Regions from separate parts of the Sus scrofa genome. Here region 2 is linked to region 1. A link is a contact called in public Hi-C data. All regions are on one chromosome and are shown on one strand. Each heading gives the region's core, a stretch centred on a gene start, on an enhancer-like site or on the middle of the called end of the contact. The rest is flanking DNA. Distances are from core to core; before and after follow the strand shown. Region 1 holds the start of BMP6 (bone morphogenetic protein 6). Region 2 holds the start of EEF1E1 (eukaryotic translation elongation factor 1 epsilon 1).

The links. Hi-C and Micro-C count contacts between places; a contact is called where the count stands out from the background.
Region 2: a contact with region 1 is called in a Hi-C map of heart right ventricle, with 4 times the contacts expected there. The contact joins the promoter of EEF1E1 here to the promoter of BMP6 in region 1. A contact is called at or near these places in 2 of 47 Hi-C or Micro-C datasets (heart right ventricle and liver).

What each region holds. Positions count from the first base shown.
Region 1 is chr7:5,056,235-5,062,786 of Sscrofa11.1, reverse strand. It overlaps BMP6 (bone morphogenetic protein 6), which reads right to left and starts at 3,970. Exons shown (of 7, transcript NM_001168001.1): 1 at 3,206-3,970. The coding sequence starts at 3,845.
Region 2 is chr7:5,387,309-5,394,463 of Sscrofa11.1, reverse strand. It overlaps EEF1E1 (eukaryotic translation elongation factor 1 epsilon 1), which reads left to right and starts at 3,831. Exons shown (of 4, transcript NM_001243545.1): 1 at 3,831-3,956. The coding sequence starts at 3,870.

The sequences.
Region 1 (6,552 bases), core at 2,721-5,220:
ATCACAGTTCAGCTTCTCATTGTGACAGGCTCCTGTCCTACTGCTAAATGGATTAAGAGTGAATGGAACCGCCTGACCGGCAGGTGGCATGGCTTGTGACTTGGAGTCTGCATCACCCCCGGAAAAGGTTTTCTCCTCTAACTACCCACGTGGAGTCCAGGATTGGACCTACAGATAGCTACAACCTGCGGTCAGAAAGGCCAGTGGGATGCTAAGAGGCCCCGTGGGACACAGTTCCCTACTCGGACATCTCTTCTGGATCAGCCTGTCCCTGGCCTCAAATGACACTACTGATGAGCTCCCTTGGAATTTTTCAGTGCTATTTTTTTTGAAGCTTTAGAAACGCTTTATGGAAAATGAAAATACCCCTAGGGAGATACTATGTTAAACCATCACTGTAGTTAGCAACCCGCTTCAAACAGTGTGACAGTGTAGCCCAGGAAAGGTCAGAAGAGCAAGGGAGAATCTGGAGGTCACTCAACACAGGAAATGTCACCGTACTTTACAACCTGCCCCAAGCCAATGCTCACAAATACCAGTGGTTCAACATTGGAACCACCTGGGGATCTTGATTTTTTTTTAAGAGCCGCACCTGCAGCATATGCAAGTTCCCAGGCTAGGGGTGGAATTGGAGCTGCAGCTGCGGGCGTAAATCACAGCCACAGCCACGCCAGATCCTATGCTACAACTCACAACGACAACACTGAATCCATTACCCACTGAGTGAGGCCAGGAATCAAATCCCCTCAGGTTCTTAACCCTCTGAGCCACCCTGGGAACTCCCACCTGGAGATCTTTTAAACTGTGGATATCTGGCTTCCACCCCAAGAGTTGACTTAATTGACAAGGGGTACCACTTGAGCATCTAGACTTTAAATTTTTGTTGTTGTTGTTGTTTTGTCTTTTTGCCTTTTCCAGAGCTGCTTCTGCAGCATATGGAGTTTCCCAGGCTAGGGGTCTAATTGGAGCTGTAGCCACCGGCCTACACCACAGCCACAGCAACACCAGATCCGAGCCGAGTCTGCGACCTACACCACAGCTGATGGCAACGCCAGATCCTAACCCACTAAATAAGCAAGGCCAGGAATCGAACCCACAATCTCGTGGTTCTTAGATTCGTTAACCACTGAGCCACAACAGGAACTCCCGCATCTAGACTTTAAAATTTCTCCCGCCCCCCCACCCCCGGCGATTCTATGTACAGCCATGTTTGGGAGCCACCCACATCAGGAAGCTCTTGATAGCTTTCTCAGATGATTTGATTTCTTTCCGACATCGAGATCTCCTGTGACAGTGCTTCATGACTATCCATGGCAGCCTATTAGAAAAACCTTAGGCACTCATTTTAAAAAGCCGCAACTCACCTGCTCAGATTCTGACTTAACTGTTCTCAGGAGCAGCCCAGCACCCCAGGTGAGGCTGATGGACAGCCAAGGGCTAAAAGCCTAAAGCCTCGACCTGTTTTCCGGAGGCTGTAATATGATTGTCCCTGAAGGAGCCAAAAGGGTCATTCTTCCCACTTTGCCCAGGTTGGGACTACCCCTCAGAATAATAAAACCCTTCCCCAAGGCTGCCGGGAAACGGGGCAGGGAGGCGATGAAGGAGCCCACGCGAGGTAGAATTTGCTGAGCCAGAAGCAGCAGAGATGTTATAATAAGGAAAAGCACTGGTCCCTGCCCCAGGCCCAACTTCACTGACTGGCATGAGAATTTCCTTAGAATGCTTCCTGGAGGTGGCTCAGCCTTGGATTTGGTCCCAATAAACTGTGACGATTCCTGTCCAATCAGAACCCCTGGCACTGGGAGGAACAAGACTGGCAGGCCTGGAGCCTCCACTCCCTGTGACAGTCTGTTTCATGAGTTTCCCAGGAGGATTTCTGCACCACTTGGATGCCAATCGCCCTGCTCCACATCCTCCCCAACCTCCCCCCTCGCCCCCCACTCCTCCTTTCCTCCCCCAAAGCAGTGGAGCTAAGGATCATTTCCTAGACATACTTGTCAAGGACTCACTTAAATTCTTTCACACGGGAATCATTCAAGTAAATCATGTCCTTCAAAGAGGGCTGTCTGCGACCGTGTCTTGGAGACGCGGGTGCTACTTTGGCCAGTGTCTGCTAACCCACTCTGGAGCCTGGACAGGGCCACACGTCGCCCACCGGAAAGAAGTCCGCGGAGACCCACCCCACCGCGCTGCTGCACCCACTCCGCGCGTGGCTTCTGCGCCCTATTCCTCCCAGCGGAGAACGCGCTCCCTACACCGCTTTGTCTACGCTGAGTCTGCTTATGAATGAAGAGCAGCGCAGACTGGAGGCACTGACTCTGGAAAAGGCCTTCCTTACACGGTTCTCAATTACAGATGAGACGACTCTAGGGGGAAAAGGCTCAGTGACTCCGTCCGGGTTTGCCACAGAACATTTGTGGCTGAGCCCGATTTAGCCGCCCTCGAATTTCCATTCTGGTTGCCTGGCAACCGGCTCAGACCAGCTCAGGGCCCAACCCCGGCCCCCCACCCGCCCCCTTTCTCTGCTCTTGCAACTTCAGCCGCACCGATCAGAAGTTCAGCCTCTTGGGGCGCTGGCCAAAAGCAAGTGAGCGAGGGTACTGGGTGGGTTACCCCAACTGGGCTCGGGATCCGGCCTCAAAGCCGCGCGAGCCCCGCCTGGCTGGGACTGGCGGTCCTTTCGGGACCTCCTTCTGCAACCCTCCTCCCCCAATTCCGTGGATACCGAATAACACAGTCATGTCAAGTTTCCAAAGTACTCAGCTGCTGTCGGATTCCCTAAAAGTCCCGGTGGGAACCCTGGCACTCAGAGCGTTGAGGATGCAGAACAAAACAAGAGGGGAAGGTTGTTGAAGAGCCTTCTTCCCAGCTGGAGCCAATCCTGCCCCATTTTTCTGCCACAATAGAGTGAACGGGGCCCAAACCGGGCACTAGTGGGGAAAGCGCGGGACGCGCTCAGGCCGTCACCGAGACGCGCCCCAGTCTGCCGGCCGCCTCCCGCCGCCCGGTCCGGCGCGCGGGGAGTGCCCTTGCGGCTCCCGCAGCGCAGGTGACGGGAGGGCAGCCGGCCTGTCCCCGCATTCCCGCCGCGCCACCCCGGACCCCCGAGCCAGGGGGCTTCTCCACCCTCTCAACCCCACTCCCTGGGCCAGAGAGACTGGAAAGGAGAGAATATTCCAGCCGTTACGCTACCCCCAGTCCTTACCCAGGTTCACAAAGCTCATGACCATGTCGGCGTCGTTGAGGAAGGCGCTCTCCTGCGCGCTGGTCAGTGGGGAAGCGCTGCCACCAGGTCCGGCGGCCAGGAGGCTCCTGCTGCCGAGGGGATGCGCGGCGCGAGGGGGCGGCTGCCGAGGCGGGGACGAGCCAGTCCCTCCGCGCAGCCCGGGCTGCCCCATCTCCTTGTCCGAAGCCAGGTCCTCTTCGTCGTCGGCGGACAGGGCGTTGTACAGGTCCAGCATGAAGAGGGGCGCAGACTTCAGCCGCCCGGGCGGGGGCTCCCCGTGAGTCTGCTGCTGCTGCGGGAGCGCAGGGGGCTGCGGCTGCTGGAGGCCATGCAGGGGCCGGGGCCGGTGCGGGAGCCCCAGCACCGAGAGGATCTCCTTCTGCATCTCCCGTTTCTCGTGCGTCTTGAGCCGCCGGTAGAGGAAACCGGAGGAAGAGGTCTGCGGCGGGGGCGGCTGCTCCGCGTGGCCCGGGCTCCCGCCGTCCCCCAGCAGCGCCCCCCCGGCGGCGGCGGCGGCGGCGGCGGGCAGGGGCGGCCGCAGCGACGGTGGCCCGCAGCAGCTGCACAGCAGCCCCCACCACCAGCACAGCCACTGCGCCCTCCGCCCCAGGCCCGGCATCCCCGCCCGGCCGGGCTGGCCCCGCGGGCCCCGCGAGGCGTGCAGCGGCTGAGCGAGGCTGGAGCGCGGCCGCTGTGGCCCTTGGCGTGAACAGCCCCCGCCAGCTCCCGGCGGGCTCGCTTCCCCTTCCTGGCCCTCAGTCCTTATCTCTCATGGTCGTCTGGGGCGCCCCCAGATGCCCAGACTGGAGGGGAGACGAAGGGGGCGATCCCCGGGAGAACCACTGGAGAGGAAGGGGGAGCCCCGCACTCCCGCGCAGATCTCCGGAGGCTGACGGTCCAGACCAGGTGCGTCCGAGTGGGGGCCGCGCTGCCGCCAGCGCCCCCGCCCCTGGGCGGGTCACGGCACGGTCTCTCTCGGGTCTGGCTGCCCGCGCACGTGCGCTGCCTCGCGCCCTCCCGGGAGGCTGAGCGGGACCCGGGACGGCGGGGGAGCGGGGCCGCTCACCAGCTGCGGGGGATACCCGTCATCATCCTCGCGCACGCCTCGCCCCGACTCGCGCGGCCGCGGTGAAGTTTACCCCGCCGTAGGGCCCGGGCCGTGGCGACAAGGCGTCCCAAGATGCCAGCCTTCTCCGCGAGGCTGAAACTTCCCAGTCGCGCACAAACTCTGCGCCCCTCCGCCCTCGGGCACTGCCGCTCTCGCTCAAAATCTCCACGCGCCGCTCGACTCCCCAGGCGGAGGCGGTGAGGCTCTTGCTTTCCGTTCGGTGTTCGCCGGGCTGCCCTGCAAACCCCCCTCGCAGAAGGGACGAGAGGCAACCGGACCCGTGCTCAGGACAGCGCAGTCGGCGCGGGGTTTCACCGGCTCCCGCCTCCCAGCGCGGTGCTGCCGGCAGCGGCCAACGTGGGCTTTCTGGTGCGCGTCTAGCTCAGGTACCGCACTCCAGCCCCTGGGACGCCCCGCCCTCCCGAGTAACGGGCAGGCCGGCGGCCAATAGAGAGGCGCGTCTCGTCTGTATTTAAATAGGCCCGCCCCCTTCTTTCACCCTCCCTCTCCCCCGAGGCGTTGCCTCCGCAGCGCGTAGGTTTCAAGCACCGAGAATTCTCGCCAGCGCCCAAGGAGGGGCGAGGTAGCAAAGGCAAAGAGATCTGATCAACACCCCAGTGCGAACCTCTCTTCTTTACGATCACATAAAAGGCCTAAATGCTGCCTTAACTAAATAAAAGCAAAATCAGCTGTTAAATCAACGCCACCTGAATCAACTGAGGAAGACCAGAGAAGTATGGATTTCCCATTTCTTCCTTATTTTCGCTAATTGATGTTATATAGGCGTTTAGCGTGACTTCCAAAGGCAGCTGGTGGAAGTTGGGACACACCCTCGCAGAAGCTGCTCCCAGACGCCACAGAGAGGACCAAATGTAAGCCAGACCCAGTGTCCTGAGGGCTCCGGGACGGGGTATTTTGATTTATCTCTTCATTCCGGCTTCGACTTGGCTTCTAAAGCTGGCATGCCAAAGGAGGAGGATGTAATCAGTATAATAGAAAAGCCCCCCTCCCCCCAGCTTCTTGGAAATGTGTCTCTGCTGCTCCCGTTTGTCTGTTGATGTCGCATCCTAAAGTACTGAACAGGATGCAAGATCATTAAAACTTGAGAGGTGGTAAAGGCAATTTCAGAAAGGGGAGGGGCTTGGCATGCTCCCATGCAGGATCAGAGACAGGGCCCTGAAACTCAGGTGGCTGGGAGCATGAGGCAAGGCCCAGCAGGTAAAACCTATCATAGCCCACTTGGGTTGCCCACTTCTCGGTTAAAGACACTGTCCCCTCACCCAAACACTCCCACCACCATCTGCCATTCAGGATGCAAGTTCATGTGCCTTTACCCTACCTGAGAATTATCCACCTGCCCAGTGATTGGTGGATCCTAGAAGGAAGGGCTCCTAAAAACGTCATCTTTCACCCGGTAAAGACATGTACATTCGAAATCAAAGCTGCAATGCTGACCTGGCAGCCTGGGTTCACATTGTTGAAGGCAATTGGGAGCCACACCAACCACACACATATATGGGACTTGTGAACTTAGGAGATCATGAGGTTTCTGCTTCCCCAAAGCTTAGAGGCTTTTTTATATTATTTCAAAGAATCTGTTTTGAATGGATAAAGGTCTTTACCTCCCACCATCCCTGGATTGCTCTTAGTGCGTTGTTCTGTCTTGGCCCAGACAAACTCGTCTTTTTTTCTTTTCTTTTTTTATGGCCACACCTGCAGCATATGGAAATTCCCAGGCTAGGGGTCAACTCAGAGCTGTGGGTGAGGCCTATGCCACACCCATGGCAACAGTGGATCCAAGCTACATCTGCAACCTATGCTGCAACTTGTAGTAACACCAGCTCCTTAACCCACTGAGCAAGTTCAGGGATCAAACCCGCATCCTCACACACACTATGTCAGGTTCTTCACCCACTGAGCCACAATGGGAACTCCCCAGACACAGCAGTCTTTAGGATAGACTTCAATTCTACAGTTGTCCCATAGCCTCTGCTCTCAGGCAAGACAACATCAGCAACACTGAAGGCCAGTCTTTAACCATCTGCAGGGATTCTTCTCATCTGAAAAGAGAATACATCACTATATGCTCTGGGATGCCAGGCACCTTAGAATTCAAGAGCCTCCATCACTTTTTCTTCTGTCTGGGGCTGGTTAATGACCGTACACATTCACTGCAGTGCATAAAATCACAGCAGCCAAGCGCTCTGATCGGAAGATC
Region 2 (7,155 bases), core at 2,582-5,081, 330 kb before region 1:
GATCCAACATTGCTGTGAGCTGTGATGTAGGTCACAGACATGGCTTGGATCCTTCGTTGCTGTGGCTGTGGTGTAGGCTGGCTGCTAAAGCTCCGATTTGAACCCCAGCCTGGGAACTTCCATATGCCTTGGCTGCAGTGCTAAAAAGACCAAAAAAAAAAAAGAGAAAGAGAGAAAGAAAGAAAACTGAGAAAGTTATCTATAATCCAGTGGTCCCCCCCGGCCATATATTCAGACAAAACTCTAATTCAAAAAGATACACGCTCCTGTATGTTCATAGCAGCACTATTCACAATAGCCAAGACACAGAAGCAACATAAATGTCCATGGTAGAGAAATGGGTAAAGAAGATGGGGTACAATGGAATGCAATGGAATATTACTCAGCCATAGAAAAGAATGAAGCAATGCCATTCATAGCAACATGGATTCTCATACTAAGTGAAGGAAGTCAGAAAGAGAAAGACAAATACCATATGATATTATTTACATGTGGAGTCTAAAATATGACACAAATGCACCTATCTATGAAACAGGAATAGACTCGGGGGCAAGAACAGACTTGTGGCTGCCAAGAAGGAGGGAGTTGGGGAGAGATGGGGGGGGAGGTTGGGGTTAGCAGATTTAAACTGTTATACAAGGAGGGATAAACAACGAGGTCCTACCGTGTAGCACAGAGAACCACGGTCAAGGTCCTATGATAAACCATAATGGAAAAGAGTATTTTTAAAAAGCATGTATACATAGGGTGGGGGAGGAATTGGGAGCGTGGGAATAAGATCTGCACACTACTGCAGAAAATAGATGATTAACAAGAACCTACTGCACAGCCCAGGAAAATCTACTCAATAGTTTGTAGTAACCCATATGACAAAAAAGAATAGGTATATTTATAGGTATAACAGACTCACTTTGCCGTACACCTGAAACTAATACAACATTGTAAGTCAACTCCAATAAAATCTTGTAAAAGAGTGGATATATACATATGTGTGTGCGTGTGTGTATGCCTGAATCACTTTGCTATATAGCAGAAATTAACACAACATTGTAAAGCAACTACTCTTCATAAGTAAATAAATAAATCCAAACATCTTCTGAAATACGTGTTAAGTTCTCCTACAACTGAGCATTTTCAGATAGGCAGTGCTAAAAGCAATCTGATACAGTAACGGTTTCTGGCATATGCAGCTTGTTTTAACAGATGCCAATGTGACATCCACAAAGCTGTCAGGCCTGCTCCAGAAAAGAAAGTCAGCCGGTTCGTGCTGCACTTGACTAATGTCTTTTGACATTCAATTTGTATCCTCAGGTACTGTGGATTTAAAACTTGACTCTGATAACAGCAGATCAAAGAAGTGTTCCCTTTGATGAAATCAAATCTTCAAGTTATTTTTATGATGGGCAAGGCGGTCTTCACATGGATATCTCCAAGTCAAATATGTGGATCCTTGAAAGATACACTTACTGACTATGGTAGAAAATACAACTTGTCTCCTCATTCTTATGCCTGATATTGAGTGAAGTGGAACACGCATCAGTTCGCCATAAAAACAGGGAAAGGAGGCTGTAGGGAGTTAGAACAGTGTGGGCTTCAGAACCAGAAAATTGACCTGAAATTCACAATCTCCATGTATTAAAGAGGTTCTCAACCCTGGCTGGATGTTAAAATGGGGGGGGGATATTTTAAAATACCAAAGCCTGCTCCCACCCCAGACAAACCAAATCAGGATCTCTAGGAGTATGGCACGCCATCTGCATTTTTTAGATGCCCCAGGTGACTCATGCACAGATCTATTAGCTATGTCAGTTTGGGCAAGTTAATTTACTCTCCCTGGCATCTACAAGGGAGTGTCATAGACATCTGTCACTGTCATGTCCAACCATCAGTGTTTGTCTTATTTAAGTTTTGTTGCTGTTGTAAGAATTAGGCTTGCAAAAAAGATACATACATTGTAATTAATTGATATGTCCTCATAATTCTTTAGATGTATGGGTTCCATCTCCCCTTTGTCTTATCTTTTCCCTTCACAGGTTATTTATTGAAACAGTCAGATCATTTGTCCTATAGAGTTTTCCGTGATCTAGAATTTGCTGATTGCATCTCTACGGTCTCACCTAACTTGTTCCTCTTTCCCCCTGTTACTTCCTGTGAACTGGTTATTAGATCAAAAGGCTTGATCAGCTTCAGACTCAGCTGGAAAGGCTACTTTCTAGGTGATGATAGGTACCTTTCTCAGAAGCTCATTCTGTCTCTTTGCCTCTATTTGTAGGATGTGAAGTTATTGATAATCATTGCCCAGATCCTTGATTTCATTGGAGGGTGCAGAACAATGATTTTCTATTCTTTTATCTTCATTTATTCGCTGGAACACTTCTATAAAGAGAAAGTTTCCCCTCATCAGTACTTGGTTTCCCTGAGATACAGTAGCTATAGGATAATCTTAAAAAAGTAACTTTGTTTCCATTATTTATCACCTTTCAAAATAATGAATGGGTTCTCTAGAATTTTGTTCTTGTTTTTTAATGTCATTATGAGCTCATAACTTTGAACGTATTTAAAGTGTTTCAGGAGTCTCCTGGTAGCCTAGCAGGTTAAGGATGTGCCATTGTCACTGCTGTGGCTTGGGTTCAATCCAGGGCCTGGGAACTTCCGTATGCCATGGACACAGCCCCAAAATAATAAATAATAACTTTAAAAATTGATTTTCCACCCATTTACTCCCCCAGTTATCATTTTCACATTTGGGTGCATGTCTTTTCATTTGATTTGAAATAATTTTTACTGGAATTCAAATCAAACCTCAGTTTGAGTAATTTAGGCCAAGCCTTATTTTAAATATACCACCCATTGGAATTAGATAACTACAAATGTTTTAAATATTTTATTACAAGTAAAATGTGTACCTAAACACTGAAAATAGATGAGTGAATTCTCTCATCTTGGCCTTTTGGGAACTAGTGAAATAGTCATTCAATTCTCTATATAAGGAAAATAAATAGATAATTCATGCACAACAATCCACTTGCACTGGAATTCCCTTTGTATTTTGTTTATGTTGATTTGGCCAAATTTTCTTTTTCTTACATTTCTTTCCACTGCCAGAATTAATTTAAGTATTTTAGGGTAGAGAAGCTTAGTTCCCCACTAAACGTCTATGTTTCTGACTTAGTGATGAACTATCTTGTATTTCTTTTCCATTTCTCTCAGAGTAATACACATCGTTTATTCGTTCTTCAATGAGGAAACTGTTTTTCAGAAATCTTTTGGGGTTGAACACGTACTACCCATTTTATACCTTGAAGATATAAGAATTTAGCAACTTCGGGGGAAAACGTTATGTGCATTTTTTATTTCGATACCCAAAGCTACATAAATTGTATCACATATAAATCATACATAAATATACATAATATACATAAATTATATCATTATTATATCTTTGCGGTATTGTAAATAAAGATCATTAAAACCAATGATACCTGATTTCCTTGGCTTGCCCAAATCACTTGATACAAACTCTCCCCTTTTTGGGGGAGAGGTGCTCGCACTCCTGGCTTGTGGAAGTTCCCCGGTCAGGGATCGAACCCCTACAGCCACAGTGCCCTTTGCATAATCCTCAAATTTAAATTCCACCGCCAATCCTGATCCGAGAGCGGAGGTTTGCCAGCTCCTCCCCATCTGTCACGCACCCCTCTTTAGGCCCCGCCCCCTCTCTTGGTCCCGCCTCCTCGCCGGGAACACGTTCCACGCCCCCTACGCTCAGCCAATAGAAGGTGACGTTGGAGGGAACGGGACGTCCCTCTCAGCCAGTGCAGGAGATCCTTGCTGACCTGGTCCCGCCCCTGCCGAGAGCTCGGAGCCGGAAGATGGCGGCGGCCGCTGAGTTGACGCTGCTGGAGAAGTCTCTGGGGCTGAGTAAAGGGAACAAATACAGCGCCCAGGGCGAGCGCCAGGTGAGAAGCGGAGGCGGCGCGGAGGGGGAGAGGTGGGCGGGAGCGAGGCCTGCCGGGCCCGGGGAGGATCCGGCCGGCGGGCGGAGGCGGCGAGTGAGGCTGCCGCCCTCACCTCCCCACGTGTCTGCTTCCCCCGGTCTCCTCCTGCGGCCCTCGCTGCCGGAGGAGCTTGGCCTGAACGTTCCTCCTGCGAAGTTGTCATCATGCCGTTCTGGGAAAGCGAGGGGGTCCTCAGAGAGCCCTTAGGCCAGGCTGGAGGCCCCGCGTGTGCATTCAGTCGGAGCGTTCACTGTAATGGTACCTTTCGTTTGGAATTACGCAACTGCTGCGAGCGAACCGCGTGCCAAGGACACAGTGCCAGGACTGGGGGATGCAGCAGTGGTCCCGGCGGACGTGCCCTCCGCTCAGGAAGCTTGGTTTTCAGCTGGGTGGACAGACGATGCAGCTATTCTTGTCACCCTCCCGAAAAGTGCTGCATCGAAGCTAGATGGCCGGGAGATCACCTATTGGCCCAAACTGGGAGATTCAGCTTTTCTGAGGCCTTTTTAGATTAAATGTGCAACGTGCGAGAGGGAGAAGGTTCCGCGGAGTGAGATTACCTGGGAAGGTACAAGGATTCTGATTTCTAAGGGCCTTAAGGACGTTTCTGTTTTATAAAGGTGGCGTTTGCGAGGGATGGAATGAATGTATTGGAGGAGGAGAATGTAGGAAGACCACTTTGGATATATACACGGGGTTCGCTCCTTTGAGATTTTTTTTTTTTTTCCTAGATGATACTTGTTTCTTTTTCTGTTCTTCATTTGATCCCTGTTAAAATCTCGACTCCAGAACAGTTGTGTTGTAGTTGTTTTGCTGACCGCACCCGTGGCATATGGAGGTGCCCAAGCCAGGGAGGTGCCTCACCTCGCCACCAGATCCTTAACCCGCTGCGGCACAGCAGGAACTCCAGTCGTGTTGTAGTGTGAAACTGAAGGAGAGGATGCAGGACTTAACCTAAGAGCAGCCCACCAAGTGGTGCAGAGTAGGCACTGGAGCCAGACTGGCCTGCTTTTGCTTTTTCCTCTGGCCTCCTGCTGATTCCTCCCCTCTGCCACTACTCCCAGTTGGTTCTGGTTTTGTTTTGTTTTGTTTTGTTTTTGTTTTTGTTTTTTAAGGAACCCACTGCCTGGTGTTCTGGAAGTTAGGTATCCAGCCTCATCACTGCTGTGGCTCAGGTTCCATCCCAGGCCTGGGAACTTTTGAGTGCCAGGGCGCACCCAAAAACCAAAACAAAACCAAAGAAATGGGTTTGCAAACTTCATGAAGAGCTCGTGTTTGACATGTGTAAGACGAATAAACTATGAAAGGTTGGGTAATTTGGGATGACACGTAGATGGGATAACAGTGTGATGAACGTATGATGGACAGGATCGTGAATGACGCAGTGCGAAGCAAGCCCAGAATTATAGTGCGGAGCCCTATGCTGAGGGCTGTGGAGTTTAGAATTAAAACTTTTTTTTTTTTTTTTTTTTTTTTTTTTTTTGGAGTTCCCGTTGTGGCTCAGTGGTTAACGAATCTGACTAGGAGCGATGAGGTTGCGGATTCGATCCCTGGCCTCACTCAGTGGGTTAAGGATCCGGTGTTGCCATGAGCTGTGGTGTAGGCTGGCAGCTACAGCTCTGATTGGGCCTCTAGCCTGGGAACCTCCAGGTGCTGTGGGTGTGGCCCTAGAAAAGACAAAAGACCAAACAAAAAAAACCAAAAAAACACTTTTTTTTTTTTCCTTAAGCGGAGGGAGGCTATTGAAAGTTTCTGTTAATGTGTTTAGGAAAAGAGATGAGGCTATATGATTCCTTCATTTGAGGGGAAGACAACTGACAGCAATAAGCCAGCAATAAGGCATTCTCCACAATACTATCAATAATAATTAAAATTTGAAAATGGAGTTCTAGCTGTTTCACAACGGGTTTGGCAGCATCTCTGCAGCACTGAGATGCAGATTCAATCCCTGGCCCAGCACAGTGGCTTAAGGATCCAGTGTTGCCACAGCTGCAGCATGGGTCACTACCGAGGCTTGGATCTGATCCCTGGCTGCAGGGTGGCCAAAAAAGAAAAAAAAAAAAATTGAAAACACTCCAGGAATCCAGCTCTAGAAGAATGGTTGTTCAATTGTGATGCATCAGCACATTGGAATATTATTTATGTAGCCATTGAAAGTGATTGCTTTAAAGACCATGGAACCTTAAAATGAATGTGAAATAGTGTGTGTGTCTCAAGATCTCAACTACATAAGGTCTGCCTGCTTAGGATGTGTAAAGGAAAGAGAATGAACTTCCAGGTCACTGGTGCTTTATGCAAACCCTGATGCCACCATTGCCAACCTGGTGGCCTTGGTTCTTTGTCTGTGAACTGAGGATGCAGTCACTTACCTGTCTCAGAAGATGTCATGATTTGATGAGAACGTAACTGCGGGAGTTCCTGTGGTGACTCTGGGTTAAGAACCCGGCTAGTATCCATGAGGATGCTGGCTTGATCCCTGGCCTTGTTCAGCAGGTTCAGGATCCAGTGTTGCTCTGAGCTGCAGTGTAGGTTGCAGACACCGCTGGGATCTGGCCTTGCTGTGGCTGTGGGGTGGGCCGGCAGCTGCAGCTTTGATTCATCCCCTAGCCTGGGAACTTCCATATGCCACAGGTATGGCCAGAAAGAAAGAAACTGGGAGTTTTTTGAGTTAGTGTGATGGGGTTGTGGGTAATTTATCTATTTTTACACGTGATTCTCTTTAGAATTGTCATTTTCCCCTTCACTCAGCACCTGTGAGCGCTTTCCTTCCTTCAGCACACACATCTCAGTGAGTCACCTGCAGTAAAGCGAGTCCCCACCCAGGCAAGGAATGGAACATTGGCGGCCCCTCCAGTGACTTGTATCTTGTTTTCCTTTAATGCATTTTTTTTTTTTTTTTAAGGAAGTTATTGGGGAGTTGAGGGAGCTGCGTAGTGAATGGAAAGTAGCTGGTGAGGAAGTGGAAAGCTGAGACGACCTTTAGTTACTTCCTTTAGCTTTTAGGAGGTAACCTTTGAATCTGTATCCATAAAATGTTAATCTCCCCATATAGCTCCCATGCTCCTGTTGCCCGGGTGTGAGAGGGCCCTGCACAGTGTAAATAACTGTCTGAGGCGTTCCCGTCGTGGCTCAGTGGTTAAGGAATCCGACTTGGAACCAT